Regions from separate parts of the Triticum aestivum genome. Here region 2 is linked to region 1. The links are chromatin contacts, called in public Hi-C maps. All regions are on one chromosome and are shown on one strand. The core of a region is the stretch at or near the end of the contact, and the rest is flanking DNA. Distances in the headings are between cores, read along the strand shown.

Evidence for each region. A called contact is a pair of places that touch in the nucleus more often than the background predicts.
Region 2: a contact with region 1 is called in a Hi-C map of leaf, with 4 times the contacts expected there. The contact joins the promoter of LOC123137901 here to the promoter of LOC123137899 in region 1. A contact is called at or near these places in 2 of 5 Hi-C or Micro-C datasets (both in leaf).

The regions. Positions count from the first base shown.
Region 1 is chr6B:542,639,045-542,646,176 of IWGSC CS RefSeq v2.1, reverse strand. It overlaps LOC123137899 (dual specificity protein kinase YAK1 homolog), which reads left to right and starts at 4,505. Exons shown (of 18, transcript XM_044557778.1): 1 at 4,505-5,236; 2 at 6,052-6,251; 3 at 6,605-6,758; 4 at 6,835-6,944; 5 at 7,044-7,113. The coding sequence starts at 5,057.
Region 2 is chr6B:543,039,444-543,046,575 of IWGSC CS RefSeq v2.1, reverse strand. It overlaps LOC123137901 (rop guanine nucleotide exchange factor 14), which reads left to right and starts at 3,285. Exons shown (of 9, transcript XM_044557785.1): 1 at 3,285-3,530; 2 at 3,613-3,668; 3 at 4,797-4,912; 4 at 6,861-7,132. The coding sequence starts at 4,837.

The sequences.
Region 1 (7,132 bases), core at 3,256-5,755:
TATGTAGACATGACCGAGACACCTCTCCAGTCAATAACCATTAGTGGAACCTGGATTCCCATATTGTCTCCTACATATTCTATGAAGATCTTTATCGGTCTAATCCTTATGACAACATACGTAATTCCCTTTGTCCATCGGTATGTTACTTGCCCGAGATTCGATCGTTGGTATCTTCATATCTAGATCAATCTCGTTACTGCAAGTCTCTTTACTCGTTACGTAATACATCACCTCGTGACTAACTCCTTAGTCCTTTGCTTGCAAGCTTATGATGTGTATTACCGAGAGGGCCCAAAGATACCTCTTCGATACTCGGAGTGACAAATCATAATCTCGATCTATGTTAACTCAACAAACACCTTCGGAGATACCTGTAGAGCTTATTTATGATCACCCAGTTACATTGTGATGTTTGATAGCACACAAGGTAATCCTCTGGTATCCGGGAGTTGCATAATCTCATAGTCGAAGGAATATGTATTTGACATGAAGAAAGCAATAGCAATAAACTGAACAATCATTATGCTAAGCTAACGGATGGTTCTTGTCCATCACATCATTCTCGTAATGATGTGATCCCGTTATCAAATGACAACACATGTCTATGGTTAGGAAACCTTAATCATCTTTGATCAACGAGCTAGTCTAGTAGAGGCTTACTAGGGACACGGTATTTGTTTATGTATTCACACATGTATTTAAGTTTCCGATCAATACAATTCTAGCATGAATAATAAACCTTTACCATGAATAAGGAAATATAATATAAAATAAGAACTTTATTATTGCCTCTAGGGCATATTTCCTTCACATAGATCTACCTCGTATAGGTCCTGAGCATACTAGTGACATCTGACAACATCAATAGTTTCGTGAATCCCACTACGGTAATTTTTGCATGGATACAACATATCTTCACCCGTTGTTGTGAGCAAGCACGAATTCCATAAATGATTCATGACAGCCATGTATGGTGACGTCAACACCGTTCCATGAGCAATCCCACCATGATCCATTGCCTACACAACATGAAAAGTAAATAGAACACATCTGCTATTTGGTACGATGTTTTTTAGTAAATAGATCTCACCTGAAATCGCCCCTGTTTCATGCTGTCGCAGTCCACACATGACTTCTCCCTTCAACTATGGCATGTAGCCTTGCCGTGCCCTCGCAGCCGCGTTCACCTTGTCGTAGCGTCGTAGCCACGTTAACCTCGTTGTGTCGGCTTCTCGACTCACCGGGGGAGGGAACCTCGTGATGGTGGACCGTCACGAAAAATGATCTTTGATGACGTTTCATGTTTTGTCGCCAGAGTTTTTGTCACTGAATATAGAAAATGTTGAGTGTATGCATAATTCCTTTTGCCTCACGATATATGTTATCATTCTCAAGGAGAGTACTTGCCATCCTTGTTGTGCGGTTCGACCTAGTGGCGGCCCTAGGGACACACAAAAAATGTGGCTAAGCTAGGCCTAGGGGTGTTGGGTCGCACATAGTTCTCTAGTATGCCCCGAATAATGTGTGTGGGTGTTGTGAGTGAGTGAGTGTGTGTGTGTGTGTGTGTGTGTGTGTGTGTGTGTGCGTGAGCAGTTAGGTTGGACCAGACCTAGAGACTTCCTAGGATTGGGCCTAAGCCCGCCCTAACACTATGTTCGGGATAGAACCATATCTTGTACGTTTGCGGTCAAGTCATTGATCCTTCTATCTCTTGCATCTTCATGTCGTTTACCTTTTCTTACGTGAAGGGCATTGCAAAGTTTAACTCTAGGTCAGATGTGATGACATTGATACATATCATGAGGCATAGTCATGATGTACATAGCAACCGTCGATAATAACTCCCAGGTATCCTCTATCTTACAATGCATTAGTATGACCCAACAATCTTCTAATTTACGGTGCCAATTTGTCATTTACCTATTTATGACACGAGTGGCAATCGAAACTCAACTCTAGGCGCCATCGACTCATCGTGGATGACGTGAATGTGACTCGAAGCTTAGTAACTGATGGACACTAGCCACTTTCCATCTACCCATCTATCACTAAGACTTGGCCATTACACATATTGTAACACATCCCTGTTTGCCTATCCATCTATCCTAAAGACTTGATCATTAAACTTCTACTAACGCTTCCGAGAATTACTTCGCGTCTATCCATCTATATTGAAGATCCAGCCATTACTCATCTTGTAGCGCACCCGAAAATCCCTTCTCATTTATCCATGCATCTTGAAGGATCGACAACACCACATCTTGTAACGCACCCGGGAATTACTTCTTGTCTATCCATCTATCATGATGGCCCGATCATTACACATCTTGTAACGCATCTGGGAATTACTTCTCGTCTATCCATCTATCATGAACATTTAGCCATCTGGGAATCCCTTTTCATCTATCCATCTATCTCGAAGAACCGACCGTTACACATCTTGTAACGCACCCGAAAATTGCTTCTGGTCTGTCCATCCACCTTGATGACTCTATCATTGCACATATCGAGAAAATGTGCTGGCCTAACATACGCGTTTCCCAATATTTCACCATTTATTGTTCGCCGGTTACTCATTTACGTGACCGGCAGCCCACCAACACCGAGTCATACCAAATATATATAAATATCTTTTAGCATAGCACTTTCGGCAACAAATAAATGAAACATATATTATTTCTCGACCATTTAGAGCCGCACGATGGACAGATCGGACGACCACACTCGCATTAGTATAGTGATCCACCGCCTAACACATGATGACAGCGGTGCTTAGCATGGCGACGTTGATGATTGTGGGTCGTTGTCACTGGACTGTGTTTACAATTCCATTGCTTAACTGCAATAATTAAAATCGAGGAATTACTTCTCGTCTATCCATCTATCTTCAAGATTCAACCATTACACCATCTTGTAAGCATCCGGAAATCCCTATTCGATCCATCTATCTTGAAGAATCGATCATTACACATCTCGTAACGCACCCGAAAATTGCTTCACGTCTATCCATCTATCTTGATGGTTCGACCATTGCACATCTTCAGAAAATGCGCCGGCCCAACATATGCATTTCCCGATCTTTCGCCATTCATTGATTGTGAGTTACTTGTTTACGTGACCGCCAGCCCACCGACGGCGAGTCATACTAGATACATACGAATATCTTTCAGCGTAACACTTTCGGCAGAAAATTAATGAAACATATATTATTTCTTGACCATTTAGAGTCGCACGGTGGACAAATCGGACGGCCACACACGCATTAGTATAGTGACGTTCCACTGCCTAACACACGATGACAGCGGTGCTTAACATGGCGACGTTGATGACTCTGGGCCGTTTTCACCGGACCGTGTTTATAATCCTATTGCTTAACTGCAGCAATTAAAATCCAGAAATTACTTCTCGTCTATCCATCTATCTTGAAGATTCACCCATTACACGATCTTGTAAGCATCCGGAATTCCCTTTTGATCCATCTATCTTGAAGAATCAGCCATTACACATCTCGTAATGCACCCGGAAATTGCTTCACGTCTATCCAACTATCTTGATGGCTCGATCATTGCACATCTTCCGAAAATGCGCCGGCCCAACGTATGCGTTTCCTGATCTTTCGCCATTCATTGATCGTCAGTTACTTGTTTACGTGACCGCCAGCCCACCAACGGCGAGTCATACCAGATATATATGAATCTCTTTCAACGCAGCCCTTTCGGGCGGAAATAAATGGAACATATATTACTTCTTGACCATTTAGAGCCGCACGATGGACTGATCGGACGGCCACACTCGCATTAGTATAGTGACGTTCCACTGCCTAACACACGATGACATCAGTGCTTAGCATGACGACGTTGATGATTGTGGGTCGTTGTCACTGGACTGTGTTTATAATCATATTGCTTAACTGCAGTAATTAAAATCCAGGAATTACTTCTCATCTATCCATCTATCTTGAAGATTCAACCATTGCATGATCTTGTAAGCATCCGGAAATCCCTTTTCGATCCATCTATCTTGAAGAATCGGCCATTACACATCTCGTAACGCACTCGGAAATTGCTCCACGTCTATCCATCTATCTTGATGGCTCGATCATTGCACATCTTTAGAAAATGCGCCGGCCCAACATATGCGTTTCCCGATCTTTCGCCATTCATTGCTCGCCATTTACTTGTTTACGTGACCGGCAGCCCACAGACGGCAAGTCATACCAGATATATATGAATATCTTTCCGCGCAACCCTTTCGGCGGAAATAAATGGAACATATCTTGTTTCTCCACCATTTAAAGCCGCACGATGAACAGATCGGACGGCCACGCTCGCACTAGCACAGTGACGTTGCGCGGCCTAGCACGCGATGACAGCGGTGCTTAGCGGCGAAGTTGATAATTGCAGGCCGTTGCCACTGGGGCCGTGTTACAACTCCACTGCTTAACCGCAGTAATTAAAATCCAGACGTGTGTATATATATTAGCTGGAAAGAAGGCGATCGGAAAAAAAACCACAGAGTCGAGGGGAGGTGACGGAGACGAGGAAGGAAAGGAAGAAAAGAGACGAAAGAGGGAGGAGCAGGAGGAGGAGGGGATTGGGACTCGCCGCCCCGCTCCAAATTCCCCACTGCTCCACCACCTCCACTTCCCCGCCGCCGCCGCCCCGAGTACGGCGGGTACGAGCAGCCCGTCGTCCTCGGCCCAAAACCCTACCCGCCCAATTCGGTCCGGCTCCGAGCCGTTGGCGCCGCCCGGGGGAGTCCCGAGCGGCGAGAGGAGGAGGCGGAGGGCCGGGGAGATCGGATCGGCGGGGCCGCGGGCCGGAGTAGCATTGGGCGATGGCCGCTTCATAGGATGCAGCTTTACTCCGCCGGCGGCCGCTTAGTCTGCTGCTGCTGCTGCTGCCGCTTCTGCTTCGGAGTGCGCTGCCGTGATCCCAACAGGAGCCTGGGCTGGTGCGGGTTGGGCTGACGTGTTGTTGTTGCTGTTGTCGTTGGGCACTTATCTCTGCGGGCGCTTTGCGCCTGCCTGTTGGGAGGTGGTTGCGTTAGGCGAATGGAGGAGACTGGGAGGGAGAGGAAGGCGGCGGGGCCGCCGCCGTGGGCGCCGACCAAGTCCACAGTGTTCCGGTCCTACGCTGCTGCGGTGGTGGGCGACCGGGCGGAGGCGCCGTCCGCCCGGGGCAATGGGGTTGCCGCCCGTTCAAGCAATCTACGCGCCGTCAGGAAGAGGCCTGTACGTTTCCTACACCTTCCCCTCTCACGGGGCTAACAAAAGATGCTTGCTTGCTTTCCCTTTTGGAGCTATTCTCGGGATCACCGTGCTGAATTTGAACTGTCAATTGGATTGAGCGATTCACAGAGGTCGTCGTAGTTGGAAATTAATTAGAATGAAATGCTCGTAAGAAACCGTTACAGCTTAAGAAACCAATACTACATCTTAAACTTCGGTGACTTGAACTACTCGAATCAGCACCGTTCCTGCTGCTGCTGCCTTTGCCTTTTTCCTGATGCTTGGACGCACGCTTCAGGCAACTAAAAGTATGACCAGCTGGAGCAGTGTCGTCTGCTCAAATTGTCTTTTGATTAATCAGAGGCAAACCTCATTTCTGACTACAATTAGCATTCCCATTCATTAACCACACCTATTTTTTCTGCAACAATCATTCAGTGTTGAGTTATATATAATATACATGTTTTGTTTGCTTGACTTGCTATTCCAATCCATCATGAGTGTAAAGAGATTCCAAGTATAAGTGACTGGGAAATATTACGCAAGTGCACAACTAAAAGTGTGTCAGGATCCTACTTGTAGTTGATATCTCTTTTAGAAAATATGGATCATTGGACAATGCAAACCTGCATATACCATCCAACGTATAATGCAATGCTATAAGAACATCCTTTAACACTGTTGCTGATCTCTATTAGTGTGTTATGGGACAGAAGATGGATTGCATTTATAATTCAGTTTGTTACCATTGTTCATATGCACCACATGCCCATATACCTCTGATATACCAACTCTGAATCAATTGTTTATTCCTGCAGATTGTTGCAAGATTGACCAGAGACATCGTCCAAACTTTTGAAAAATGCAATCCTGAGTTTAATTACGTAGATTCACTAAATCCCAAGCACTTCCTCACCAGTCCTGCAGTTCCTGTTCACAATGATGGCCTTGATAATGCAAATTCTGACCTAATCTTGTATGTCAACTTGGAATTGGTTAATAAGAAGTCAGACCGGAGGTTAGTTTAGTTATTTTCCAGTGTACCAGCTTTAACATTTTTGTTTCTCGTTGGTTACTTCATACACTTTTAGCACACAAATTCACTTTTGCAAGAAGTTGATTTTTATAAGTTAGAAATATCTATGAATACTTGGAGGGCCCCATTATTTATGAGAATTAAGAAGTCAAGGTATGTGAAAGAAGAAATATATCTGAAGGTCTGTCGCAATATTTGGTTTCTTCTTTCAATTTGTAGAACTTGTCTGGTAGATCTAGCCGGTTCAACTTTTTTTCCACAACTGCTCATCTCAGGATTCAGATTGTTTAAGTTATGCTTCATCATTTCATTTGGCATTATTTTTTGGTAATAAGGTACATTGTCGAAGAAATGCTTGGCCAAGGTACCTTTGGGCAGGTTGCTAAATGCTGGGATGCAGAAACCAACAGTTATGTTGCAGTGAAGGTTATAAAAAACCAGCCTGCCTTTTATCAGCAGGCTATCATGGAAGTCTCATTGTTGAGCATGGTATGGTAATCTACTTAGGGTTTACTTATTTTGTTGAAAATATTGGCATCACAACACTGGTTTCATGTATTTGCAGCTAAATGACAAATTTGATCCTGATGATCAGCACCACATCGTCCGGATGCTGGATTTTTTTCCATGGAAAAATCATTTGTGCATCACATTTGAAATGCTTGGTCATAACCTGTAAGTAACTTCCATTAAACCTGCCTTTACTATTATATTTTATAGATAAGCCCCGTGTTAGTTTCGATTCATGTGGTAACATAAACTCCAACTTTGCAGGTACGAGCTGTTGAAAAAGAACAACTTAAGAGGTCTGCAACTGCAATTTGTCCGTACTTTCTCAAGACAGGTAGGTATCCTTTTCTTAT
Region 2 (7,132 bases), core at 2,036-4,535, 400 kb before region 1:
GGGAGAGATGCGAGCTGATTACTCTAGGTTTTTCTTCAACCTCGAGTAAGCTTCTATCTAATCTCCTTTCTCTGATCTACACAACGGTGCTTCGTTTCGAGGTAAGCTCTATACGAAAAAGATGCACCTCGATGCTACAGTTCCATTCAAGCGATCGGTTCGTAGTTTCGTCGGCTGTAAGTTCTTAATCTTGTATTTCTGTTTGAAGCTATTCTGGACGAATTTTGTCACATTCGTCGCGCACAACCGATCATTTGAAATTTTCTTTGACCAACAGCCTAATCTCACAGTCCCTCGCAACATTCATGTTGTAAGTTTTTAGTTTCGACGATCGTAGTTGCATCTCTCTTTGAACAACAGTCTACTGCAGCTGCACTGACGCCGCCATGTCGAGCTCCTCTGTCCTCTACTCAGAGCTTTTTTATTCATTCCTCTCGACGCCGAAACTCTTTCCCTTGATCTCTTTGCCCACGTCCTACTGCACTAGAGTCGTTTCCGGTGTCGCTCATCTCGGCCTACTCTCTGTCGTCCTCGTACTGCGCTGACGCTGCAATGGCGCGCACACTGCTTTCTTGTGTCCTCTGCCTTCGTGCACACTGCAGTTCGCCGCGTCGCCGACGGGGTCGATCATTTTGGTCTCCTCTCTCTCGCCCTACTACACTGGAGTCGTTCCCGGCGTCGATCATCTTGGCCTCCTCTCTCGTCCACGGCACTGACGATACCATGGCGCAAGCGCTGCATTCTCCTCCTCTGTCCACTGTCTTTGCGCGAGCACCGCAACTAGTTCGCCGACGGTGTCGCTCGTCCACGACTCCATGCTCGTCATGTCAGACACGACGCCATGACCACTATCCACCGCAGTCGCCATGGTCCGACGCACACTGCATTTCTTCTCCCCTTCCTCTGCTAGCTCTTAACCCTGTGTGCTAGGTGCAAGTGCTAGCTCTTAATCATACCTCATGCGGGCAACCAAACAACGTTAGTTGCATGCACGAGACAATGCAGGTAACCAAACAAGATGCCAAAGTTGATCCTCTAATGCAGAAAGTCCATATGCAGGCAACCAAACAACTCGCAGATGTCACATATGAGGCTATTTTTTCAAAGTCAGGCTGGGTTGAAATGTATATGCAATGTGGGTACTGTTCAAGACTGCAACCAAACACGCCCTACATATGCTTGGCCTTGATGCAACCTAGGGCGTAGTACGTGCGTGAGAGTCGGCGCCTGCCCGTGCCAGAAAAGGAGAGGCAAAAACCTTCGGAACGCCCGACCCGAGGCCTACCCGCACCGGCGCACCCGAAGATCGACGTGCCGAACGGAGGTGACGCGTGTGTGATGTGTGCGCTGATGCGTCGCTCTCCATTCTGCTGGACAGCAGCAGCTTGGACCGCACAGGGGAGGGGCTCGAGCGTGCGTGCTGCACCTGCACGGCCTACTACAGTACACTCATGAGGCGTTGCTTGCCTTGCCCTCTCGTCTAAGGCAGTTGGCACGTGACCGACCGACCGTGCGTCGATCGATGATAGTGAGCATTGCGCGCTAGCTGGTCATCGTCATTCGCTTGTTATCGCTCGTGTCCTTCCCCTCTTTCGGTGGCCCGGACGGGGTCGTATATATGTGAAGTGAACATACTTTTTTTTTGCGAAGAGTGAAGTGAACATACTGGACGAATCACTAATTCACCATGGTATGCATAGCTTGCGTGCAACGGGAAATGGGGCCGCATTTGAGCCGTGTGTCCGCTTGAGCAGGATCACTCATGCGCCCTGTCCTATCGAGTCCTGTATGGTGTGCTGGCCTTTGGTTGATTTGAAGCGTACGTTTTGGACGGGTTCAAATGCATGATGCTCGGGTTGACATTCTACTCGTACAAGCAATCTACAACCTTTTAGAGACAATGATTTTTGAGACATGTGATTCTTGTTGGAAAGGAACAAGTAGCAACTGATTGCCTATCATTTCGGTTCACCCGGACGTGGTGGGGATCCCAGTCCCAGGGCTTTCGATCGAGCTCTAAACTTGTGGTTGGGTATTTGACAACCGCGGCCGGTGCGCACATATTACTGCTCTCGAGTTTCGATGGATGCACCGTACACACGCCACACGCCACACGCTTTGTATCCATCCATGGTTGATGCCGGCGGGAGGGACCGGCACTCCGGTCCGATAGTAGTTCGCGTGCGCACACTGAGACGAACTTTCCAACGACCCACCACTAGCAGCACGTACAATACACACGGTACCGTATTATACTGTCACTGTGCGTGTGTGTTCGTGTCCGTAACCCTGGGCCCGAGAAGCAACATGCGCCCGTTGTCGCGTCGCGCGCCTGGGAAAGAAAACCGAAAGAGTGCGAGTGGGCTGGGGACCAAAAACTTTGCACGCATTCTTGCCTATTCTACCCGCCTGGTGATTTGTCCCTATCCCCCTTCCATTCTTCCGGCCGGCTTCACGTACATCAATGGCGTCTGTTTTCATTCCACTACGTGTACGTCCAGGACCCGGTATACCTATCGAGCCAGCCAGGATGACAAGTAGTACGTGCGGGAACGTGTGTAGTGGCATGGCTGGCCAGTGGCCACACGTGACACAAGAGAACAAAGCGGTACGTGTAGGAACGTCAAACGTATCCATCAGACCTCGGATACCCCTGGTCTACAGACCACGGTCACGAATCTCAACCGTCCATCCGGCATCCGACGGCTCCGACCGACCGCCTGCGCGCGCGTCGTAAAAGTAAAGTTGACCGGGAAATGTGAAAGTGTAGAAGCGTGCCTGGGCTGAAGTGATCGGTCACTCAGGGGGAGGGGAGGAGGAAACGAAAAGGGCAAGCGATTCCGCGGGTAAATGAAGGCCGAGACAGGTGACAAATGAGGTGTCAGGGATCGGGTAGGGAGGAGAAGGGAGGAAGCAAACGATTCCGCCCGCTGCCGCTGCAGCAGCATTGGATCCCGCCCGCGTGCTGCCGTCGTCATGGGTAGGTAGGCGGCGTCGCTGCCACACCACACTGACGAGAAAAGGTTTTTTTTTCCTTCGTGATTACCAGAAAGAAAGAAAACAAAGCCATTCTTTTGGGTTCAGGATCTCAACTCATCGAGCCCGTGGTGGAGCGGGGCTGCCGGCTGCGAGAGGTTAACGAGCGAACGAGCGAGCCAGACGAGCAGGATGAGATGCTGATTAGCGCGGGTGGGCTCCGTTGGTTGGAGGTACGGAGCAAATCCCAGGGGCAAGCCGTTGATGGTGCGGTTGCGGGGTAGTATATTTGATCCGGCGGCACCTGCACGCTCACATGCTTGGCTTCCTGGTTTCGCTCCGCTTTCTGTTCTTTTCTCCCTTCCTGCCGCATTTATTATCTATCGCAACATAGTCAGACAGACCAGAGTACCACCACCACCACTACCACTACCAGCAGCCCCCCTTCACACAGGGACACACACGCTTCCTCCCCCTCTTCTTCTTCTTCGCTGCCCTGCCTCCTCCGTCTCCTCACGCTCGAGGCCTGCCTCTGCCTCCCTCCATCTACACTGGTAAGCCAGTCTTATTTCCATCTGTTCATGGTTTCCTTCTTGATTGAGGTTCTCTCATCACCTCTTGTTTCCTTGGCAGCAGATCCATGCCGGAGCGCTCCGGCCGCTGACACCTTGCCTCCGAACGACGCCGCAAAGGTACCACCACTCCCCTCGCCTCTACATTTCGCAAGAACCTCGCCCACTAGAAATGCCGGCGCGATTCGAGCTCGAACGCTCCCGGTATTTCCCCCTCGAACCGACCCCTTTTAACCCCATTCCTGCTCGTTCCATCCCCATCGCCATGAAAAAAGCTGTCGCAGGGCAGTAGTGAGGCGAGCTGCCTTTCCACAGCCCCATCTCAACTTCTTGCGAGAGGTCGTCGTCAGGCCGTCATCGCCTCGCCGCGGCACCAACGCCGGGGAGGAGGAAAAGCGCGAGCCAACAAACCTCGGGGCCTTTTCAGTTTTCACCTCATCTCTTTTCACCCTGCCCCCACATCTTTTTCTCAGGTCATCGCTTTCCGTCTCACAGTCGTCGTCCCGCACTAAAAAGCTAGCATAGCATAGCGAAGCTCACAACAGAAAGCCTACTGCCCATGTCCTCGTGAACCCTGTTTCTTTCCCTAGTCCTTCCCACCCACCGGCCCAGTTCAAAATTCAAAGTTCAAAGTCCCAACGCCTCCGCACCGCCTGCACGGCCGCCAGTGCCTCGACCGGCGAGCCCCCCCCCCCCCCCCCCCTGACGCGTCACCACCAGCCAGCCGTAGCACCGCCCTCCGTTTCCGTTGCGCCCATAAATCCCCGTCCGGACAGCAAAGACACACAACGGATTTTTATCATCAGTCGACGCCTCCGATTATTAGTAACTAGTAAATGCGCAATATCGCGCCGTCAATGCATCCCTTAGCCGCATACCCTCGCTAGATTTGCTTCTCCATTAGCAATTCTTTATTTTTCGCTTTTGCCTTTGCGCTGCTGATGCGTCAATCATTCGGTAGCATCTGAAAAGGCGCGATTGTTCGTTCGTTCGTGGACGTGGGCGAGGGAGGTGGCGCGTCGCGGTAAACAAATTAAAGGGAGGGGGTGAGGTGAGGGGATTAAAATCTGCGGCCGTACCGACGGGAACCCGTCTCCTTCTCTTGCCGTTCGCCGGTCGCCTCGCCTCCAAATCGCCGCCGCGTACGGCTCCCCGCGTTTATTGCGGCAGCGCATTTACTAGTAGTTTTGAGATTGGTTTTGAGTTCGTCTGACTCTTCTGCCCGTTGCGATGTCTCTGGGGTTTCAGGTTTGGTGCCCACTGATCGTGCTTGCCGGGGAGGAGGAAGATGAGGATGAAGACGCTGGCCTGCTGCCGGCGGCGGCCGCAGGACTTCAGCGTCGACATGGACCAAGAGCCGGAAAGTAAGCATCATAAGAGAGACCCTTATCCCCTCACCCTTTCTCTCTTAGGTCCTGGTAGTGACATTTTTGGTCTAAATTTTTGATCTGTTGCGTGGTGTTCATCAAGGCAGTTTATGTTCGTATCTTCGTTACCCATTTTTATACTCGAGTGCACGAGTTGGTAGTGGTACTAGCTGTTAGCCGTTGGATGCCCGTGTGTGCAAACCCCGGGCGCCCTGCCGTGCTGCATCAGGAGGTCCCAAATCTGGCCCGAAATTAGGAGCTTTTACTTGCAAGTTACAACCCTTTCAGCTGCTCAAATCAAAGCCGCCGAGCCTGTTAGAGATGCCCGGGTGGTACTGTCATTCGGAACCCAGAAGTCAGGGCCTGCGGCAGCCCACTGTTCATCGCGTACCCCTGCACGCGTGCTTTCTCATCAGAGGCTGGCTGCCACACTCTGCTGTGCGACGTGGGAGTAAATGGGGATCACCGGCCACGAAAGACACGGCAACTGGAGCTAGTATAGTACACTAGTTTATGATCTCCTTGTCCGATCGATAGGATCCGGCATTCACGCCCCGTTCAACTTCCCCTGGCAACACAGCACTGGCACTCCGATTACAGTATGGTTGCCATTAATCACCGACTTTTGCCTCTGGCTATCCATCAACGGCTGCTTGCTTCGAACCCGTGAAGATTTCTTATCTCCGGCTACTTTTTGGCCCCTTTCTGGTGCCATCCGTTTCGCGTCCGTTTGTATATTTCTGTAGCTTCCTGTAGAGTTGTTTATATACAGTGGAGTGGAGTGGAGCGGGGTTACTGGGTTGGGTGGTGTGGGCCCCGGCCGCTCCCAGCAACGCCAAGTGCGGCGTCTCTGTGCCACCATTGACTTTGGGGGCAAAAGGGCTAACGTGGTAGCACGCTGCTGCTTTTGAGACGCAGGGCAGGTAGAGGAGAGCAGGGCCTACGACTTGGCTAGTACCACAATGCGTAACGGCAGGATAGCCTGTCTACGAACATGTGGGGCGAGCATATGCCTGCAGAATGTGTGTACACCTCGTGAGAATCTTTCTATCACGGTTTGCGCGGCGTAGGTCACTGGATGGAGTGTCGATAATTAGTTTCTGTATAGAAATGCGGGTTACAAATAATGAGTTGCTGTATTTTATTTAATTCCTGAACAAGGACGTTGCGACTCTCTCAGGATTTGTATTGTAAATTTGTAACTTGTATATACGATGTCCGTTTTTTGGGGTGCGGAGATTTGTTTGCTTGTTTAGCACTGAGTGGAGCGTTTTTTTATGCCGTTTCTGTGATGATACTATAGCTAATAAGTAGTTTAGATTAAGCTAAGTCTGGGTCACAACTATGTAGTCTATACTGTCGTAGAGAGATGCACAAGATTCTTTTGCAGATGCACTTTCAAAGTTCTCCCTGAGATGGATTGTTATAATCTTAGTTTGCTTTATTGCTGTGCTGTACCCATTCTATGGTTAACCGGGGGTTCTCTTTAAACCACCAGGAACATCAATGGCTTACTTGCGTTATCGTTCTAATGAAGTGCTCATATGCACTTTTATAAGCTTTAGTGAACCGAGGAGTCCCAGATGCTGCCATGCTTACTTTAATTATCGTTCCTCCTATCTAAGCAACGAATGACTTGTACATATTCATAATTGCTCCAGTTTTTGTTCTTGGTTAACTGGGGCTCCTCCTTAAACCATGATGAGCTGCAAGTCTTGCTTAAATTACTGCTAATAAGGCGCATATATGCGCATGCATAAGTTCAGTGACCCAAAAGATCCAATAGCAGTTGTATATCCTGATGCTATTTTAATCCGTTCTTTGCAATATCCTAAGCTAAGGTGCTATTGTGCCGTGGCATCTGACCAAATATTTTTAGTGCGTATGTCTCCATAATATATTTTTTCAGTTGTGCATATAAATTGAAAAATATCCACTGATGTAGAGGTGACGACATACAATGGCCTCGAGAGCTGCATTTTCAACAGTTCCTCATATGATGAGGATAGTGGCGTTAGTGCAACAACAGGGGCGGATGGCTGTGTCACCGCTGATTCCCTTGAAGATGAAGCTTCAAGTTGCTCCTCCAGCAAAGATGTTGATGGCTCTTCCTTCTCTTCCCAATGCCTTCCACTGAGCAAGCAGGAGGAGCATTCACTTTATGAGTTGGATACACTCGATGCTATCCATCTACTCCCTGTCAAAGGGAAGAATCCA